Regions from separate parts of the Ovis aries genome. Here region 2 is linked to region 1. The links are chromatin contacts, called in public Hi-C maps. All regions are on one chromosome and are shown on one strand. Each heading gives the region's core, a stretch centred on a gene start, on an enhancer-like site or on the middle of the called end of the contact. The rest is flanking DNA. Distances are from core to core; before and after follow the strand shown.

The links. Hi-C and Micro-C count contacts between places; a contact is called where the count stands out from the background.
Region 2: a contact with region 1 is called in a Hi-C map of tail adipose tissue, with 9 times the contacts expected there. The contact joins the promoter of FBXO11 here to the enhancer-like site in region 1. A contact is called at or near these places in 5 of 16 Hi-C or Micro-C datasets (blood, liver, omental adipose tissue and 1 more).

Annotation. Positions count from the first base shown.
Region 1 is chr3:76,326,535-76,331,472 of ARS-UI_Ramb_v3.0, reverse strand. No RefSeq gene overlaps it. Among named protein-coding and RNA genes, the nearest start is that of TRNAC-GCA, 38 kb to the right of the region's middle. Within about 2 kb of position 2,627, at least 31 of the 54 cell types and tissues checked have an H3K27ac peak or open chromatin away from gene starts, as enhancers often do. A contact at or near this core is called in tail adipose tissue, where this site is marked.
Region 2 is chr3:76,550,030-76,555,214 of ARS-UI_Ramb_v3.0, reverse strand. It overlaps FBXO11 (F-box protein 11), which reads right to left and starts at 3,775. Exons shown (of 23, transcript XM_042246209.2): 1 at 2,750-3,775. The coding sequence starts at 2,978. It overlaps LOC114113604 (a long non-coding RNA gene), which reads left to right and starts at 4,096. Exons shown (of 2, transcript XR_003588508.3): 1 at 4,096-4,544; 2 at 4,628-5,185.

The DNA.
Region 1 (4,938 bases), core at 1,378-3,877:
ACCTAATTTTGGAAACAATAAAAATACATGAAATGAGCTATAGAGGTTGTGCAGGACCGAAAGGTAGCTACACACCTGTTAAAGGAAGCAAATTTAGGAGCTTGCAAAATTCTGTCAGCCCCGATCTTCTCAAATTCCTTCACAGCCAGCCTACCAGGAAAGGGGTGTGCTTGTCATCAAGACACAGATGCCTTAACATGTGCAAATTCAAATTTACTTGAAAGCGGTACAAAAAGGGAAATATTGGAAATCAGAGTCTTGTGTCAAATAGAAATGAGTATAAACATTCACCAAAAGATAGTAATATATGCTAGACCACTTACTTAGAGGAATCAAAATCACTCAGGGGCATAAAATAGAATGATGGCTGCTAGGGGCTGGAGGGGGAAATGGAGAATTCATAGCATAGAATTTCAGTATTATATGATGAAAAAAGCTATGGAGATGGATGGTAGTGATGGTTGCACAAAATTATGTATTTATTAACTACTGAACTACATGCTACCTGGTCAAGATGATGGGCGTTAATTACACTTATTGTGGTAATCATTTTGCAATAAATACAAATATTGGATCATTATGTTGCCCATCTGAAACTATAATGCTATATGTCAATTACATCTTAATTTTGAGAAATGGTTAAGGTGGTAAATTTTATATGTATTTTACCACAATAAAAAATACTGGGAAAAAAATAGCTACTAGGAAGTTCAGAGAAGTACTGTTTATAATACTCGCCCCCAAATGGCCAACAATTGTAGAATGGATAAATTGTTGTATAGTTACACAGTGGAATTCCTTACAGTAAATAGAATAAACAAACTATTGTTGCTACTGTGAAACATGATGTTTAATGAGAGAAGCTAGATACGAAAGAGTACATATTATATGATTTCATTTATTTTAAGTGTAATATGCTGCTGCTGCTGCTAAGTTGCTTCAGTCGTGTCCGACTCTGTGTGACCCCATAGATGACAGCCTACTAGGCTCCCCTGTCCCTGGGATTCTCCAGGCAAGAACACTGGAGTGGGTTGCCATTTCCTTCTCCAATGTATGAAAGTGAAAAGTGAAAGTGAAGTCGCTCAGTCATGCCTGACTTTTAGCGACCCCATGGACTGCAGACTACCAGGCTCCTCCATCCATGGGATTTTCCAGGCAAGAGTACTGGAGTGGGGTGCCATTGCCTTCTCCAAGTGTAATATAAAAATAGGCAAAAACTAACTTGGCTCTTTTACAAGTGGGGCTGGTGTGCACCCTGGTGGGAGTAGGGGAGGTGAGGCGCTGGAGGAGGGAGGAGGGCTCTAGGATACTGGCTGTATTTGGTTCTCAGTCTGGGTATTGGATGTTGGCCTGAAAATTCAACGGGCTGTACACTGATGTCCACTTTGTAGGATGTCAATTACACCTCAAGAAAAGTTAATACAGTAAGAAACTTTAAAATAAAAAATTAGTTCCTATATAACCCCTACTTTATTTTACAGATGTGGAAATTGAGGCTCAGAAAGGTTAAATGAAGTCACACGGTCACATGGTTGTCAAGAAACAGAAATGAAAATGACCAAGGTGTGGGGGCTGCAAGTTTTGCTCACTTTCGCCTATACCTCAGAGTAATTGCTTGTTGTTTCCCGAGGAGAGTTCACAAGTTTCAGTTTGTGCTGTTTTTCAAGGGCAGAGTGGGAGTGCGGAATGCGAACCGGGGCAGAGGAAGCAGACTCCCAAGCAATACACGCAAAGCACCTAGCCTAGAGCCTGGCGCATGGAAGAACCTTTATAAATGCTGTGTCCTCCCCCGCTACCCCTTGCCTTTGCAGGGTAATGAAATGGAGAGAATGTCGAGGAGCGCTGGTGGCGCTGGAGCGGACAGTGCTCACCTCAGGACAAAGTGACCAGACTGGAGCCTGTCCCTGTCCATGGGAGAACCAAGCTCTGCTGCAGGTGGGTATGTGGAAGGAGGGCTTCAGAGTTAGGCTCAAATTCCCTGCTGTTTGTAGGGCAAGTGAGAAGTAAGATCAGGAAGCGGGGGTAGAGACGCAGTTTGGGAAGGGGAATTCGTGTCATCTGAGCAGGGCAGAATGAATGCATTGACTCCTGCTTGGACACAAGACGACCCTGCACTCTGAGGTCCTCAGCACTCTTAGAAACCTGTGTTTCTAAGGTCTGGAAACCAGTGTCGTGCCTTTAGTGATTCCCAGGTGGCTCAGAGTTAAAGAATCTGCCTGCCAATGGAGGAGACAGGGGAGACGCCGGTTCAATCCCTGGGTCAGGAAGATCCACCTGGAGGAGAAAATGGCAACCCACTCCAGTATTCTTGTGGGAAAATCCCATAGACAGAGGAGCACGGTGGGCTACAGACCGTGGGATCGCTAAGAGCCGAACACAATTGAGCGCCCGCGCAAACACACACACGAATACGCTCAGGCACACACGCACACATTGTTCTTTTAGCCAGAGGGGCAGCAAAGGTTTTCCCTCCAAGCGTCCCTACCAGTCATGGATTTCACATCATGACAGCGCCACCTAGTGGCTTCTTGTGGAAGTCCATCCCGCCCCCCTCACTATTGGCTCTGGGAGTGAGGGGAGGAGTTTGGAAAGGTTCCAAACACTGCCCTTTACACACGGCTTCCAGGAGTCCCTGATCGCTACGCTGCCAGTTCTGAACAACTCAGCCCTTAATCACATCCTGTCCTGAGTTGCCCTCTGTTTCATGTGTAATCATTTAAAATCATTTTGTCTATTCAGTTAGACTAAGGTTTTGAGGCTAGGGCTATTTGAATCAGATCGCTTTAGATTTGGATGGGAATTTAGTATCCTCTCATCTGACCCACACGTTTTTCAGACAGGAAAGGAAGATGTTTGAGGGGTGAAGGGAATTGCCCAGCAACTTAAAAATGAGGTTTGGACCAGAGCCCAGAGGTCTGAAGACTCCCAGATCAGAAAGTACTATGATGTTTCTTTGTTTCACCCTTAGGGCTTGCATACAGTAGGCACCTGGCGCAAATAGGTGCTCCACAGATCCTGCCTGCCTGACTGTTGTTCTCACAACCCTATTTGAAAAATGAAGTGAGTTTTCAGTTGTCATCTGGGCCAGCGCCCAGTTTTGTGCTTCTTGGGAGTTCTGATCAATTAAAGTGGTCACCCTACCCGTAGCAAGACACTGCCTTGTCTGTATAAGGCACACAGTGTAGGTTCAAGGGAAAAGCAGATGAAGAGGAGACACACACTTTAAAGCAGATGTCCCAATCCCACATCCATTCAGACCACACAGGTTCGTGGGTTCTAACTCAAGGCTTCCCAAACTTTGGTGTGCATCCAAAATCTCCCAGGAATCTTGTTAAAACACATACTCTGATTCTGTAGGTCTAGAGTGGAAGCCAAGATTCTGCATTTCTACCAAGACCCTGGATGTTGTTGATGCTGCCCTTTGAGGAGCAAGGAGCAAGGATGCTCTGGACCCCCATCTGGTCCAGGGTGTCTTAGAGTGCCAGAAGCCCATATTGAGCCTCTCCTTCCACTCAGCCCTGATGCAGTCCCTCAGACTTCAGACCTTGACTTCAAGGAAAAAGGAAAGGGCTGAAGCAACTGTGAGCACCGGGACCCCTGGGTGCGTTGTTTCAAGTTCCTTTCCTATCCCATGGCCCACTCCTCCCAAAGACCCTGCCTTCCGACAATCTGAAGAGGAAGGCAAGGTTGAACCACAGCAAGACATTGAACAGGAAGCTGGGGGTGGACCTGCTGTTGACATGCCCCACGGTTTTCCTGAGGATCAGGCCTCCTTGGTTGCCACTTTATGTCTGGGTGCTATGGCATCCCTGGGAGCCACAGAGTTCTCTTTTTAATATAGAAGATACTTTAATTTACATAGTTTAATTATAAACTATATTATAGATTACACATATTTTCATTTTTAGTATTCTTTTGCTACCACTAAACACACTCCAAAAAATTCATTAATGTTAAAGAAAGAAAGGAAATTAGAATTTACTGAGCTACTATTAATGCTCTATACTATTAATACCAATACTGTGGTGAATATTTTCATGCACATTATTTCACTCCTCACAATGCCCCTGTTTGCATAGGTGTTATCACTCTATCTTACAGATGAGGATGCTGAAGCTCAAGGAGGTTGGATAACTTATCCAGGACCACCTAGCAGTGATAGGAGCCCAGATAAATTTGATTGAAAAGTTTCTTTTTATTATAATGATAGTAAATACTAATATTTGCATTGTGTTAAACCATGGACCAGACACTACTCTAAGCACATACATTAACTCATACAATCTTCACATCAACTTATGAGGCAGGTAACTATAATTACTCCCATTTTACAGATGAAGAAAGGGAGGCACAGATAGGCCAAATTTCTTGCCCAAGTTCATACAGCTAATAAGTGATGGTGCCGGGATATCAATTCAGGCAGCCTGACTCCAGAGTAGTACTCTCAAATAATGCTGCTTATTGCCTGTCAGTTTCCTATCAATTTCTTAAATCTCACAATTGAGTGGAAGTCACAGCCCCCATTGTTATGTTGCCCTTTTATTATTCAGTGTATACTGTACTGTCTGGAAAAATTCCCACTTACCACACTAATAAGGACCAACATATTTTTTTCAAATAGGATTGTCTAGGGCTTTGGACCCTCTTTGTATATGATGAAGGCTGGGATTTCCTTGGAGAACCCTTTTCCCTATTGGCTGGAAGTTGAAAGAGTCAGAGTTTGGGGAGTTATATGCTTCCCAGATGGCACTAGTGGTAAAGAACCCGCCTGCCAATGCAAGAGACAAGAGACTCAGATTCGACCCCTGGCTCTGGAAGATCCCCTGGAGGAGGGCATGGCAATCCACTCCAGTATTCTGCCTGGAGACTCCCATGGATAGATGAGACTGGTGGGCTATGGTCCATAGCGTTGCAAAGAGCTGGACACGACTGAAGCAG
Region 2 (5,185 bases), core at 2,526-5,025, 220 kb before region 1:
AAGACTAATTAACCTGTGGGCAAAGAAGCAACTAAAAACCAGTTCCAACAGAATTTTTGCTTGAAAAAAATACTTTCCTATAACTTACTACCACTCAAAAGCCTAAAGTCCACTCTTTACATGAAATAAGTGATTTTATATACAGATTGAGTTAACTTGTCTTAAAACAGTGAGTCTCACTTCAGTTCCCTACTCTGAAAGCTCTCTGATCCACTATTATGTAACTCTATCCAAAATTCTAATGCAAGAGTTACATATCCATTAAAAGTTGGCAAAAACTAAAACGGGCCTATGCATAAGCTTAGCTGTAGGTTCCTTAATTACCTTGTTCAAAATTATGAAACCAGGTACATTTTCAAACCAACAACAACCAAACCTTTCCTATCCAAACCAGAAATAGTGACACTTTGCATACTTTGTAAAACTGTTAAGAGTATTCTTCTTGGCTAGCTTCTGATCATTATGCAAACTGTACATTTAAAATTAATTAAAAATGCCAATTTTCAAAGAATTACTATTTTTTACATAACACTAGCAAACTTTTTCTAATTTTAGTCTTTTAATTCATCTTAAGGCCATTTATTTGCCCTCCAAAAAGACCCATAGCATTTTCCCTGAAGGCTAATCAGCACTTCTTTTCCTCTCTGTGCCAACATAGAACAGTTTCTACTAGCAGCAGCAAAGCAACAACAATTCTACAGTGAATCTGATTTACCATTTGGTTGGGTACATACTGAAATTCTGATTCATGAACATCTTAGTCAGTTTATGGATATCAATGAAAAGAAAAATGACACTCTGGCATGTGACCAAGTCACTCTTACTTCAAAAGGAAATAGACTTCAGAAGCTAATAATTTTAAACAAATTAAGAAAAGTGATCAAATATAAGACCCTCAACTAAGTTGAAAATACACACAAATGAAAAGACTCAGAATTAACACTTAACAATCAGACTAACTTTGGCTGCAAGAGTCTGATTCACTGTTAATGTAATTAACAAATCAGTACATCTTGAAAAAGCTTACTTCTAGCAATAGAATCCTTATTACCCTAGAATTTCAACCCAATGCCATTGCTTTAAAAAAAAAAATTAGTCAACTGTATTACATATAGTGTCAATTCTGAGACTTTATTATTTGAATGAAACAGGAGAACCCTGATATGCAAATACAAAAGGAAATGATGAAACTGTACTTTTAATTAACAAAAAAACCCCTGTAAATGTATCAAAGAAGTATTAAAACACATTTACCAGTAATGTAGCACAAGACCTCTAACTGGCTTGAAAGATCACATTCTTTCAAGCAACGTATAGCTTTCACAAGGACTTCTGTAACAGTAACCAGTGAAAACCGTTTAAACTATTTTTCAATTATCATCTCCCTCTTTCATTTGTTCGGTATTTTGATCATGCACAACAAAGAAACAATTTTTAAGGAAAGAATGTATAATTTTCAAAAGGCATTTAATCTTAATTCCCTCAGCCAAAGGAGGTGTGACAACCAACGCACGTAAAATTAACCTTAATCCGCCAACGAAAACACGCAAAATGTCTCCTAACAATTCCCCTCCTCCTTAAAACAACAACCGTACACATAAATATGGTATTGACCTCCACCTCCACTGAGAGTAGCTGATTAATAAACAGAATAGTTAAATTTGGAGATCAAGGTGCAACACCCCATCTCCGAAACCTCCCCGAATAACATCATCAAAGTAGAACTGAACATTAATTTTGCTAAAGCAAGAATCCAACCCCCGGGAGCCTCAGCCCTTAGACAATGGTGGTTACCAGACAGAGCTGCACAGTTGGGTCCAAATGACACATTTCACTAGGCCCTGGACACAACACACACAGGCACAAACACACGCACTCTCTCTCACAAGGGGCCAATTCTAAGGAAGGGGCGTTCAAATCCCACTGGGAGACGGAGGGGCAGCATGGTGGCGTGGGGGTATGCTAGGGGAGGACAAGCGAGAGGGGAGTCGATAGAGCGGAAGGGTAACTGCACCTCACGCGAGGGAGGGGGCTGGAAATGGCCGATGGATTCTATATTTATTTATTTAAAGGTCTTAATTTAACGGGTCCTTCCCAGGGGTTCTGTAACTAAAGCCAAACTGCGCAGCAAACATTATGAGGTTGGGAGAAGAGTCGCCGCTCCCCCTACCCCGTGACTCGGGGGGGGGGGGGCGGGTGAAACAAGTTCCCCGGCCAACACCACCGACCACTCCAACTCCCCCTCTCCCCTCCTCCACAGGAAGGGGGAGGCTAACAGAGAAAAGGGGGAAAAACAAGTTCCCCAGCCAGCCCTAACCACCCGATCACTCCCAGTTGTCCCCCCCATCTTCCATTAGAAACAGGAGACCAACCCGTGGAAGGCAGCCGAAAAAGGAGAGATCCCACCCTTCGCCTTCCCCCCACCCACCAACATACTCCTGCGGGGTCCGTAAGCGAGCTCGAAAAACAGAGGGATGGGTCGAGGGGAGAGGGTGTCGAGCCCCCGAAACCAAACAAAGCGCGGCCTGAGCTAAGAGCCCAGGCGAGTCGGGAAGCCGCGGCTTTTCCTGCCGGCCGGGGCCCGGGCTGAGCTGACACTGCGGCACCGGGGGACCCGCCTCCGCTCTGCCTCCCTTCTCCCACCCTCCAGGCGCACAAGCCGCCCCCGCCCGCCCCGGCCTCCCTCCCCGCGGGTCCCGCCGGCCGGGCGCCCGAGCCGGCGGGCGGCGGGGAAGGAGCGCGGCCTTACCCCGCTCGCCGGCGTTGTTCCGCTCCTGGGGCAGCGGCGGAGGCGGCGGTGGCGGCGGCGGAGGCTGTTGCTGCTGCTGCTGCGGCGGCGGCGGAGGCTGCTGCTGCGGCGGCTGCTGCTGGGGCGGCTGCGGCGGCGGCTGCTGCGGGGGCTGCTGCTGCTGTTGCTGCACCGGGCGCGGCCGCGACACTCGCCTGGGTCTCCGGTTGGCGGCTCGGACGGAGTTCATTTGCCGGGCTGAGGTGGCGGCGTTGGCGGAGGGACACACACACACACACACACACACACACACACGCACACGCACCGCGAGCTCCGGGGCGGGAGAAGGGGGTGGGGAGAGGGGGGAGGAAGGAAAGGGGGCGAGGGGAAGGGGAGATGGTAAGGGCGGAGGGGCGAGCGGGACCCCGAGTCAAGAGAAAGGCCCGCGGAGACAGACAGAGACCGAGCGAGGCCAGGCGGGCGGGCCTGACGCACGGGCAAGGCCGAGGCCGCCGGGCGGGGCGGCCGCGAGGGACGGAGACAGAAAGACGGGCAGAGCGAGAGAAAGAAAGAAAGGGCGTCCGCCCGCCTGGGGATCCTGAGGCGAAGCGCGGCGTCGGCGGCTGAGGACACAGACCCTGGTCCCGCCGACTCCCGAGCGGCGTCTCCGGCGGCGGGGGGAGTGGGCGGGCGGGTGAGGAAGGGAGAAGGAGGAGAAGAGAGGGAGAGAAGGGAGGGAGGGAGCAGGGGGCGCCTGGCTCTTTTTTTTTTTTTCTCTTCCTCCCCCCCACACCCCCTGAAAGAGATTTCTGAGAGGAATTTTTTCTCTCTTTCTTCGGCCTCTTCTCTCTCCTCCCCCCCTTCTCTCCTGGGCGAAGGGGAAATGAGTGTGAAGGGAGGAGATAGGGGGAAAAAGAGGCGTCGTCGTTCCTCCTCCTTAAAGGAGCCTTTCCTCCTCCTCCTCCTCAGCCCCGTCGCCGCTGCTTCTGCTGCTGCTCCGTGGCAGGAGGAGCCATTGACACCGCCGGAGCCACCACTCGCCCAGTCGGTCCCTCCCCGCCGCGGGGCTGGCCAGGGGCGCGGGGGAGGGCCGTGGAGCGGCGGGGGGAGGGGCAAATGGGCGGGGAAGAAGAGGGGCGGGGATTCCGGCCAAGGAGCCAACGGGAGGCGCTCATACAACCTTTGGGCCAATGGGACCTCTGCTCTTATCGCCAAGTCCCTTCCTTCAACGCCCTGTTTCCTCTCTCGGGTTTCCTCCCTCCCCCGCTAAGGAGGTGGGGGAAGGAGGAGAGGGGGAGTGTGGTGGGGCGGGTGATAATGGGGAGGTATCAGGGCATATAATAGAGCGGGGGGTGGATGAAGAGATCGCTAGTGCGTAGCGACGATTCTAGGAGAGGAGGTGCTCGGAGGAAAGGGCGGGGGCTGCTGATGTAATGGGGAGAAGTGATTAATCCTTCGGTTCGCCGTTTCAACCTCTCCCCGCTCCCGCCCCCATCCGATTTTTTAAGCGGAAAAGTAGAGCGAGGTAGCCAATCTTTGATAACTGGGGTTTTTTTGTGGTAGGTAGGTTCAAACTCTGAGCTGTAGGGAGCGCTAGAGATTCTGTACCCTTTAGTTCAGCTGAGGGTATTTGCTAAACCTTGAAGATCCACTTTACCGAGCTTTGAGCTCGGGAACCGAAGTTAGAAGTCGGTTCCTACTTGTAGTCTAAAAGGAGTTATCTAAATCTTGAAAAGATTGTGATCAATAGGGAATAGACCTTTGGTCAGTTTACTTATTGAAGACGCGGACTCTATAACGTTTGGGGAAATAATAGGTGAGAAAAGAGAAGTAAATGTGTTGAGGTGGTGATTGTTTATGTGATAAACGTTTTAATTTTTTAATTTTATTTTTTTTTAGATCTCAGAAACTCAGAGGAAAAGAAAAGCCCCAAGGGGAATTATCTTTTGTGTCTGTATCTGGTCCCCTCGAGATAATCTCTCCCCAGGGAAAACGTGTTTTAATTCCCTCGCTGCTGTTGTGATGACTGAAAAAGTATCCTTTCTCGGTTCTTTGGCTCTCTTTTGTTTATCACTTTATGGAAATGGTAAAACTAGCAATTTACCTGATTTTCGATCTTAGGTGATTTCTTTCTCATTTCAGTTTGACCAGGTGCTCTATCTTAGGTTTGAGATGGATGACTAAGTGGTTACAAAGTACAATAAGAGAAGCAGGGGTAAGAGCCGGGTAGTGTGTGTTTTGGGAGCGGAGAGGAACAGTGAGAACCACTGTTGTGTCGGGTGTTTGAGTCTCTGACTTGATGTATGCCTCTGGGCAAAATGCTTTACGTTTCTAGCTTTCAGGGTTCCCTCCCTTTCAATAAGAATTTACTTTGAATTACATAATACTGTTTTTAATTTTAAAACATTCTCTGATTTTGGGATGAGCTCTCTTTGGTCCTGACAATGGAGAAACTTA